2 separate regions of the Gasterosteus aculeatus genome follow, and region 2 is linked to region 1. A link is a contact called in public Hi-C data. All regions are on one chromosome and are shown on one strand. The core of a region is the stretch at or near the end of the contact, and the rest is flanking DNA. Distances in the headings are between cores, read along the strand shown. Region 1 overlaps foxp2 (forkhead box P2). Region 2 overlaps foxp2 (forkhead box P2).

What was found. A called contact is a pair of places that touch in the nucleus more often than the background predicts.
Region 2: a Hi-C map of skeletal muscle shows a contact between it and region 1, with 4 times the contacts expected there. The contact joins two enhancer-like sites. A contact is called at or near these places in 2 of 6 Hi-C or Micro-C datasets (skeletal muscle and whole body).

The regions. Positions count from the first base shown.
Region 1 is chr4:28,464,276-28,469,744 of fGasAcu3.hap1.1, forward strand. All of the region lies in intron 3 of foxp2 (forkhead box P2), which reads left to right. Among protein-coding and RNA genes, the nearest start is that of foxp2, 40 kb to the left of the region's middle. Within about 2 kb of position 2,011, at least 3 of the 9 cell types and tissues checked have open chromatin away from gene starts, as enhancers often do.
Region 2 is chr4:28,514,411-28,519,879 of fGasAcu3.hap1.1, forward strand. foxp2 (forkhead box P2) reads left to right here. Exons shown (of 18, transcript XM_078101794.1): 15 at 1,579-1,700; 16 at 1,972-2,041; 17 at 2,924-3,255. Among protein-coding and RNA genes, the nearest start is that of mdfic, 28 kb to the right of the region's middle. Within about 2 kb of position 2,036, at least 3 of the 9 cell types and tissues checked have open chromatin away from gene starts, as enhancers often do.

The DNA of each region.
Region 1 (5,469 bases), core at 761-3,260:
GAAGGCTCAATTCTCCTTACACCGTTGCTGTGTCACTCCTCGGAGGATAGAGGAGGAGAAAAAAAAAAAGCCCGATCCCCGAGCCACATGGGCAGTTTCTTCCGGTTCCGTACCTGATGGAAGAGACAAATTTGTGAAGTGCGAGATTTCGAGGGTAAATATTTGCTCGAGCTGAAAGAGGAGTAGCGAGCAAGGCTGTGGTTGCACACGGAATGAGACAAAAGCTGATGTTGGTCTGGAGCTTTGCCAATAAAAGTGCCTGGCTGTGTCTATCGTTCCTTCATCAGGAATGTCTTCTCATGAGCCTCCACCTCGGAAACTCGCTCACGACGGTTAGATCTAGAGAAGTTCCGACAAGTTACCGCTTCTGTTTCTCGCTAAACCTCACGCCGCCCCCACAACCTAAACACTTACTATCACTATCATCTTCTCCCCCAATGCCATACATCCTCAGAACCCCCCCCCCCCCCCCCAGCACATTACCACGCCAATAACAGCCTTCCTGTCTTTCTCCTACCACGATAATAAGTGGTCTGGGTTCTCCCTCATTGCAAGATTATGGCTTGAGGAAATGGCATCAAATAGTGGGTGTGCTGAAACGCAGGACACCGGCAATTTACGGGACGTCAAACGCACGCGCGCGGGGGGGCAAGCCGGCAGCCGCGCTCACGCAGCCAGCAGAGCCACGGAACCCCCAGCTACAATATCGGCATCCGTGGCTCCTTTCCGACCCAGTTGGTCTGGGACAGGCTGAGCTGAGGTCAGGGCTGGTATCCCTCAGGGAGGGGGCACAGGCCGCGGCGGAAGCCGTGGTAGGCCCACACACACACACACACACAAATGTAGGCACACACGTGCCTGCAGTCACACCCTCAGGTGCCGAGTATTGTCACTATCTGTCTCTCTCTCCAGCATTGTGTGTGTGTGTGTGTGTGACTGTGTGTGACAGTTCCATCACCCCCACAGTCACATCGTCAGCTCGGTCGCCGGCTCATCATTGCTGCTCGGCTGTGTTTCTAATTGACATTCTAATTGGCAGATTTGAATGCCGCCTTTAGATGGCTAATTAATTTATCTCACCGCTGTCATTAAGGTTAAAGCACCATCTGATCTCTGCGAATATACTTTGCATATATCTGCATTATCATTACGTTGGTGTTGGACACATTGTGCCGATTTTTTTTCAGAGGAGGGTGAGAACGTATCAGATTATGGATTATGAGATTAGAATGGGTCTTTTATTCTTTGTGTATTAAATTCAAATGATGTCATTGGCTTTTGTTTTTTTTATTTTTTAACTCAAGCCGTGATGTCTAATTTCTTATTTTTATCCGAATGAAGTTCTAAACGTCAGTCATCACGTGCAAGTGCATTAAAAGCACATTTAATTCCCAATTTTTCTTGGATTTCCATAGCGGTTTGCATTGCATTCAGATGTTATTAAAAATCCTTAATTCCTTATCTCATATATCTTCACGTTTTCTGCACATCCATCGCCGTTCTAGGAAAGAAAGCGCGAGAAAAAAAAAAAGAGATCCAAACTCCATTAGAATGTTCATAAAATTGTAGTAAAGGCAATCAGACAGTCTTTCTCTGAATATTTTAAACATTGTGCATGTAAAATTTATGCCTAATTTGAATACTTATTAGCCGGCTGATCTCGGCTGCAGCCTTGAGTTTCTTATGCTGAGATTCATCACCGGATTGGTTGTCACATTGTGCCAGTCTTCCCCCTGCACCACCACCACCTTCCTCCCTCCCACCCTCCCTCCCACTCCTTTGCTCTCTCTTTCACTCTCATTCTTTTCATCTGTCTCTCTCCGTCACGCCACCCCCCCCCCACCCCCCCCCTTCTGACACCCTCTCTGCTCCTCTCTCTCTCTCTCTCTCTCTCTTTCCATCTCTCCGTCTTCTGTTTCTTCTGCACGTCTCTCCATCCGTAGTGAGCGCTTGTGGTGTTAAACAGCGGCCTGTTTGTTCACAAGCACGCCTCGTCCTGGCCTCTTCCCTATTTACTTGTGTCCCGGGCAGCTGTCGCCCTGCTCTGTGTAACAGCTCAGTCCTGTTTGTTCTCGCTGCCTGGATCCTGTTTATCCTGGCTGTGGACATCCTTTAAGGCCTGTCCTGTATCTGCCCCTCATCAAACACACACACACACACACACACACGGGTAAAGACGTGTACACACTTCTATTAAAACGGTATTTACCGGCCAAGGAATACACATGGTACCCTTGTGGGCTGGGCAAAAATGCGCACACACACACACGCACACACACTCACAGTCAGCTCCACCGTTCGCCCCTCTTTTGTTGCACGGAGGTGGATTGGCACAAAACTTCGCTCAGAAGGTAGTCAAAGTTTATTTTCTTTAAAAAATTGAATTGTCTCAAAAATCACTAATAATAAGAATATTTTTTCAAGATAGATCCATGTTGTTGCATTTTGTTGGGTCTTGGGGTCACTTTTTTATTGGGAGATAGTGTACTGATGTTGGGGCTCCTTTATACCCCACTAAAGGTGCCGAACATTAAATGCAGGAGAAAATGATAAAACATTTATTACTGGAGAGAGGGAAGGTAATATGCATAATTTATGCTGTTTTTAGCACAATCATTAGTGATATTCGTGATAGATTTTTTCCTTTCCTTCCCACTGTTTTTTTTATCCTTCTTTAACCAGTTTTACATATCTATTAAATGCAAAAAAAAATGCATTCAATAAGTTATATTTATTTAAAAATGTGTTGACTTGCATTTTAAATCCCGCACAACAAACATTGACTGCAGCTTGGTTCAATTGTCTTATTTTTTTATATATAAAAAAATAAATGAATATATAAGGCTTCATTCAGGAAGAGCAAATAAAGAAATCGATCCGATGAATGGCGTATGAGCACCCTGCCTCTATGGAAGCCTGTGATTTCATTTAACCACAGCACAGATGACAAACCCATTATAGTGTTCATCATCAGCCCTCCTCCCCGCCGCCAAATTTTAATTTTGCATGATTAGCTTTGCGTCATTAGGCCACTTCATTCAGACGTGACACACTGAAAGTCAGACAGCCTCAAGACGTCAGATATTTTGTGCCCGTGCTCCTGTTTGTCCTGTCTGTGTAGCCTGGCTGTCCTAAAGTGTGAGGGAGACATTAAGAACTGAGCAAATGCTCATTTTTTAATCACATAATGGCACAGGCAAATTTTTACCTTAATTTCGCGCAAATGTAATTTTGTTTTAAATAAAAAGAATATAACTTTTTTTTTTTTAGAACCACATGCAAATTGTATGGATAAAAAATTTGCCACACTACCCCTCCCATTTTAAATAGCACCAGGATGTGCATCTCTTTGTATTGCTTCATTTACACAATGAATGCATAATTGCTCCTCCTGCATCCCCCCCCACCCCTTCTCCTTTCCCCCCTCCTTCTTCTTTAAATGCTTTAATTTGCAGTGGGGGACTGAGGGCTTGATAATGGAAGCGTAAAAAAAAAAAAGAAAAGGAGGGAAAAAAGGGGGGAATTGTGAGTAGAAGAGCCCTAACCGGTGCCTCTTAATCACTTCTAGGTTTTAAATCATGATGATGCAGGAGTCGGCCACAGAGACAATAAGCAACAGTTCAATGAGTCAAAATGGAATGAGCACCCTAAGCAGCAGCCAATTAGAGGCTGGCAGTAGAGATGGGAGATCAAGCGCTGGTGACACGAGCAGCGAAGTAAGCACAGTCGAGCTGCTGCATCTGCAACAACAGCAGGTAAGTTGTGTTTCTCCCCCGTCTCGCCTCTCTGCCGCTCTCTCCCTCTCTCTCTCACTCTGTTCTCCCCTCGCTCTGCTCTCTCTGCTCAAGCAGCGCTGGGGTTTTTCAACATAGACACCAGGCAACAATGAAGTATGTTATGGTGTGTTTTTTTTGTGGTTGTTTTTTAGTACAAGAGGGAAGAAAAAAAACATTGTTTATTTTATCATCTGTTTGTGTTGTTGGTAAATTTTCACGGTTGCTTGTTGTGCTGTCAGCTTGTTTTGCCTGAAGCGTATGCCTGTAAAGGGATTTTTTTTTTTACAGTGACTTATATTTGTTTTTTGCGAAGGCGTACACTGGATTTCTGCTTCTATTTATAGAGATTATGTTGCAGCAACATCAGGCTGTGTTAGACAATGTGTGTGTGTCAGTGAGAAAAAGTGGGAAATAGACAGAGAAAGGGGAAGAACGTGTGCGTCGGAGCATCGTACGGACCCGCTTGGGAAGCGTGTGTGTGTGCGCGCGTGTGTGTTAGTATGTCATGGCAGCGCTGCATCCACCAGAGGGCCTCCTAACTCGGCACTGGTTGGAGGCTCACACACACGTAGAGAAACTAACCACAGTCCCACCGGCGGCAGAGAAACCTTTGACCAGGACCCTTTTGAAAGACCTTTTTTGCATGAGGGTCCCCGCAACTATAAAGTCATTTTGATATTTTGAACCTCGCCGTTAGTATTCCTTCTGTTATGCGCTGACGCTATTCTCTCCTATTGGACATTCGTCGTATCATTTTCTCGTGGCGGCCGGCACAGATGACTGATTCTGTTTAAAAAAACATTAATGTCCATGTTTTATTGTATCGGCTCTGTCAGAGAGAGGGTGAATGAACTGCGGAGCAGTGTAGGAGGTGTGGTTTTGGGGGGCCGGGGGGCCGGCAGGAGTTGTGAAAGTCAGTCGCCAGCCGAGTAAGGGAGTCAAGTGTCTTTTCACGGTGAATGATGGCTTTGACAGTTTGCCAAAAGAGCAGTGGGAGACGGGGTCAGAGGGCGATGCTTCGGGGTGGATGGGGGACGCCGCGGGGTCGTAATGATGCTCGCTGTCCTTTTGGTGCGTGTGTGTGTAAATTTGGAGGCAGCTGAAAGCCTGTGGTCAGTGTGGTCGGGGCCACACAATAGACGACGGCGTGTTTCTGTGTGTCTGCATCTGTATGTGTGCAGAGAGGGGGTGGTGGGGGGGGGGTATTCGGTGTAGCAAACCCAAGCATGTCCCGCAGGCAACCCCCCGACCCGCCACCTCTTCCACCCTCCCCACCCCACCCCCAATTCCAACTCAACACCCACCCTCCAACCCCAGTGGTCCCGCTGGTGGCTACAGCAACATCACAGCACTGTGGCCCCCTCCGAACCCCCCCCATTTATCACCACTCTGCCATTCTTCCTATATACACCCGCCTGATTGGGGTCAATTCGCTCCCTCTTTCAGTCATCACTCTTTTACATTTGAAGGTGTTGGGTAGAGGACTGCTCCCTATCTGGGTTGATACTCTGGGCTGATAGAGAGGCTAAAATGGAAAGAGATAGTGAGCAAGATAACAAGGTAACATCCAGAGGCTGATCCGTGCACGTGCACTAGAAAACGCATACAAGGAAGTAGTTAAAATTACATATTTTAATATTCATTCTGTGCATTTTAAATGCTAAAAAAAAAGAAGTGTAAATCATTTTACGAG
Region 2 (5,469 bases), core at 786-3,285, 50 kb after region 1:
TAGCCTTTGTGGCTGAGCAGAGGACTGGAGGGAAAACCCGGCCAGCGGCTCATCAGTATGCAAGACCTGGCGCGGTGCTAGATTTAAGCAAAGTGAATTAATTTGGATTTGGGATGCAAATGAGCACATGGGCGTGTGATCACCAATTCAGGAGGGCATGCAAGAAGATCGGTGCCCTTTTCCAGTTTGTTAGGTACAGTGTTTTGCTTAGCGGTAATGTTGTGACACGATTTGTTTTCTGAGGTTTTTGCGGCTAATGTTTGCTGCACAAATGTACCATTTCAAATGTGGGGTTTTTTTGTGCATTTTGCTTTCCCGTGATAAAATACCAATGCTATCACAATGACATTAGAAATATCTGGTCTCCTGGCTCTCACAATGATCTATTTACATCCACATCTCCACTATTCCCTTTGTAAGCATTAGGGCGGTGATCAGCGTTTGGCTTGTCGTTTGATTAACGGGTGAGATTTTGTTTTTTGTTTTTAAAGAGGGAAGAAGAAAAGAAAGGAAGTTTAATATCTCAGCTTGGTCTGAACAGCTCAAAAAAAGACCCCCCTCGTCCCCCCTTTCTCTCTGTTTTTCTCTCACCCAGAAGCTTATTAGTTCTAACTATATAGCATGCATAATAAAACTGCTCATTTGCTCATTAATATTAAAATTATCATTTTCACAGCCATGGGCATTAAGATCAATCAAATCCTGGGATTTTCAGGTCAGATGCGAAATCTGCTTATGAGCTTTTTCTTCTTTTTTTTTTGTCCTTTTTTCTTTTAGAAAGAGCAGTACACACCGACATAAGGGAGATGATAAATATGGGTGGCAGATATATTAAAGCCAAGGTTATTATTTGTAGAGTCTGATGCATGTTTTAATTATGGTCGTATGGTCATATTAATATAGGAGCGCTTTTTTCAATACGCTTTCTTTATTTTGTAATTATAAAAACACCCCACTGGTTTATTGTATGATTGTACGTACATTTTAATTCAAACACAGCTTTTCAGAAGTTTGAAAGGTGACGTGTCATTTAGGCATTTATTCAACGGCCAATGTGACCCATTATGGAGAATATTTGGACATATAGATGTCAGATACACTTCATCTTAATCCTCCCTATTCTTTCAGGCACACACACACTCCCCAGTACACACACACTGACACAAGGGCCTCCTGATGACTGTCTTTTTTCTTGCAATTCTGTCATCTTTAAAGCGATGTGTCCATTAAGAGAAATGCTTTTCTGGAGCAGAAAGGGTTACTGACATCACCATTATCAAGGCCGGCATTACCACTTCTGTCACCACCATAAGCCATTCGCTATGCTGATTACCTCCTTTTAGCCTACTTACTCTGATTGATATGTACTGTGTGCAGGACTTGTAAGAGCATTCGCTCTCACTCAATTTTTACTAATTAAATCAATGGTGCGTGAATGTTAAGAATTTCTTCCAAATGCAAGCAAAAAAAAAAAAGAAAAAATCTATTTCCAAGCCTTCTTCTTTCCTTGACGGTTAATGAACGAATGTGATTCGTTTTACTTCATCCCTCTGACCCGTGTGTCATGTCTCTCTGCAGAACGCCGTTCGCCACAACCTCAGTCTGCACAAGTGCTTTGTGCGTGTGGAGAACGTGAAGGGGGCGGTGTGGACGGTAGACGAGATGGAGTACCAGAAACGCAGGTCGCAGAAGATCACAGGGTACGAATGCTGTCACCTCTCCTTAGATCCAGATCTGAAGGTCAACGACATGTGGAGGATCAGAGGGCCTGATGGGTTAGGGTCCTCCTCTCCGTCTCCTTTTCTATCCAGTTATTTCTTACCTTTTAATTATGTGGACTGTTTAGTCTTCCATCCATGCAGCTTTTTTGACTACTATTTAATATATTTTCTGTTTAAACTGATGACATTATTGGGAACAAGGCAAGTTCCAGGTTGTACTCATTTCTTTTCTGTTTGAATGTTTATCCAGAAGCCCGTCACTTGTCAAGAACCTGCCCTCCAGTCTTGGCTACGGAACTGCACTAAACGCCAGCTTACAGGTATGAAGCAAAAGCCTCAGAGAAGCTCTGACTCACCAGCCACCCGTTTGTTTGACTGAACACCGGCTGACCAAATTTCTGTCTGAATGAGCGCGGCTTGTCTCCACATTCACAAACGTGGTTGCCTTTTTTGCTTTTGTTGTCCTTATACTCCTTATTCTCTGCTTGTGTTTTTCCTGTATCCCTTCTCCTTCTGTCTCCCTCTCTATCCTGAACACCGTCAAACTCAGAAGGCCACCCTGTGGTCAAATCCGGAAGCAACTCCCCTCCACTTTCTTTCCCTTTCTCTTCGCTGTGGCAGCCACCAGAGATTGGTAGTGGCATGTGCAAATGCAAGGGCATGTGCATTAATATTTATCTAAACTGTCATAAATGATTTGGCTTCATAGTGTACGCCGGTGAGGTGCTTATAGCAAAAACTTGAATCCCTGTATACAACTTTAATGCACAGCAGGCAAAAGTGTCGGGAGTTTTTATTATTTTGAGGTAAAGTTTTGAGGGACTTTTTTTAATAGCCACTCCACAGAAGGGCAGATGAATGGCAGCTGGGGGGGGAGGTGGTTGTCAGCAAGGTGTCACAAGGTGGATAATAGGCAGCCACAGAGTGGAAAAAAAACATTGCGACGAGTGTGTTTTAATAATTACTGAAGGAAATCTTACCGTTCTCTCACCTGCCGTATGTCATGCATCCCCCCCCCCCCCACCCTCTCCCTCCACACGCCATGCCTGCCTCCCAACATTTACACGTTTAAACTATTACACCCCTTTTGACATGCCTCTCCCCTAATACCTTTCCTGCATATTCCACCAACCTTCATTTACACTCTAATCCTCAATATTCCGTTTCCCTCCCTCCCTCCCCTCCCTCCCTCCCTCCTGCAGGCGGCCCTGGCTGAGACCTCCCTGCCCTTGCTGGGGACCCCCGGCCTCATGAACAGCGGCTCCACGGGCCCGATGGGAGGCAGCTGCCACGGCCTCCTGGGCGGAGATCCGTCCATCCTGACGGGCTTGAGTCCGCCCGGACTGTTGGGCGGGAGCCCAACCGGAATGTTGGGCGGGAGCCCGCATGGCCTGCTGGGCTGCAGCCCCCCGTGCACGCTAAGCGGCAGCCCCCCCACCCTGATGCACTCTGCCCACGACGGTTACAACGGCTCACTCGACCACCTGGACACCAACGGACACGGCAGCCCCGGGTACTCCCCACCAGTACACATGTGAGTACCAACAGATTACTCCAAGCAACGTATGTGATGATAACATGTTCTGTATGTACATTCGTGGGAACACACTCTACTGTTGTAAACTCTGTTTCGGTGTTCATTTCATTCTTTTTTTCTTAGGTAGTCAAGTGAAAATAAGAATGTGAACCAACGAAGTGAACTCATTATCCTCTGACCCAGAATCCCTTCCTGAGATAATTGTGTCACACACAGACCCCCCCCCCCCCTCACATCCTACAGTTTTTTTTACGTGTACCTATTTGAGAATGCAAGCACGTGTTCAACCAGCCACCTTCAGTCCTCCACTCGCTGTCCTTCTGCCCTCTGTTGGTTTAATTGCTTGATATTTAACCCGTGGTATCAGTATGTTCTTCAGTTTGCCATGACCCGAGGGCAAGGTTCAATTTGCAATATGTGTCGTATCAAACTTCTCTCTTTGTCTCTGTTTTGGTTTTATTTGAATTGTTTTGTGCTAATAGCTGAGGTGAGCCGGACGTTTTGGATAACAGTTGGTTCTAATTCTATAAATAGACCCCATTACACATTCATCTTTAATTACACCACAGTGTGCTTTGCAGGGTTTTAGCTGCTATATTTTACGTGAGACAGTTCCCATTAATATTGAGTAACTGTAATTACTTTAAAAATCCCTCCTTTTCCCATCTCTGCTTTAATGGAGCTGAGAGAGAAAGAGTGTTTAGAAAAAGAAAAATAATATGAGTAATGTGAGTTTCAGGAATGTTTCAGGATGTTTTCGGGGAAACAGACGTGCGCTCACAAGGCACACGCGAAACAAACAGATATCGCACTTTAATGATTCTCATCCGCTGTCCATCAAAGCTCATGTTGCATAGTGTGTAACCACTCCTGTAATGGACAAAGGGTGCACTCCTCTCTCAGAGTTTGGTAAGCCCTCCCGGACATCCATACGTTAATCTATTTAGACGTGTTTACCCCTCTCTGAAAATGGGGTGTTAAGTGGAGCAAATCTGCACAGCTCTGGACAGAATGCCAGTGTTACCGCTCCCCCAGGTCATTTAACTTTTAGTAACCGGACTGCGTGTACTCTCTCGCCGTCTTCATTGCTCGCTCTCTCTTCTCTCTGGCCACGCCGCTTTGACGCTGACGCGAGTGGCCATGGAGGACGAGATGCATTCATCCGTCCCTCCCTCTCCCTCCATCACCGACTGCCTTTACACAGCCTCAAAATGGAAGAAATGTGTTTTCCATGACTGGCTTTTCCGAGACGTTGTTTAAATAATGGAGTGGCTTGTACCACTAAACTAAATAGCACATCACCTTGAAGGCCTTTCTCAGGAGAGGACTCCTCCCCGCAACGGAGTCAATCCAACAATTAGACAAACCGCTCCTTCCCCACAACCTCTGAAGGTTAATGCTATCTGCTTAACCGCAAACCATCGCCCCAGGCCATGCTGGCTGTGTGTGTGTGTGTGTGTGTGTGTGTGTGTGCATGTGCAATAGACCCTCAGGGGTTAAGCTTAAAAGAAGTGGTACTGTATAGCAGGAAAGACTCTGCAACGGTAACATCAGCGTGAGCACATCGGCGACGCCACGCAAAAGGAGACGGCCGCAGCAGAACATTTGTTCCCGGAAACGTAACTTCTCGCCGTCGTCAAATCCAAGCAAATGGAATCCGTGCGATATCGTTTCATCGGCCGGGTCTCGTGCTGTCACGTCAAATTGTTTGGTGTTAGCTAATGAATAGCGATGAGGTGTTATGAATGTGTCTGGTTGCTTCTCCTCCCCACCACCACCCTCACCACCCTCCCGCGCTCACCGCCTCCCTTTACTGCGCCCGCTCCCCTCATCCACCCCCAACGCCACCTCTCCTGTCCCCCAACCTACCATTAGGCCCGTGGACTAATGACCTTATTTGCATCCCCGACATACCTCTGCATGATTGCTGGTGCTAATCTCCAGTTGATGTGAGAGCAGGCGCACACACACACGCAGAGCACCGGGTATTTATTACGCCGCAAAGTCCAGCGTTTACTCCGGAGTGACTCAATAATGGCAGCTAGCCATTAAGTACTAAATAGCTCATCCACATATTTTAATAAAGTGTCAGAAAGCTCCGGCCTGTGAATATGGCCCTGCATATTTTTCTTCAAAGCCACACAAACAGCTTATGAGCTGCATATTCGAATAACAAAGGGGACCGTTGGTACGCATTATATGAACATTAGT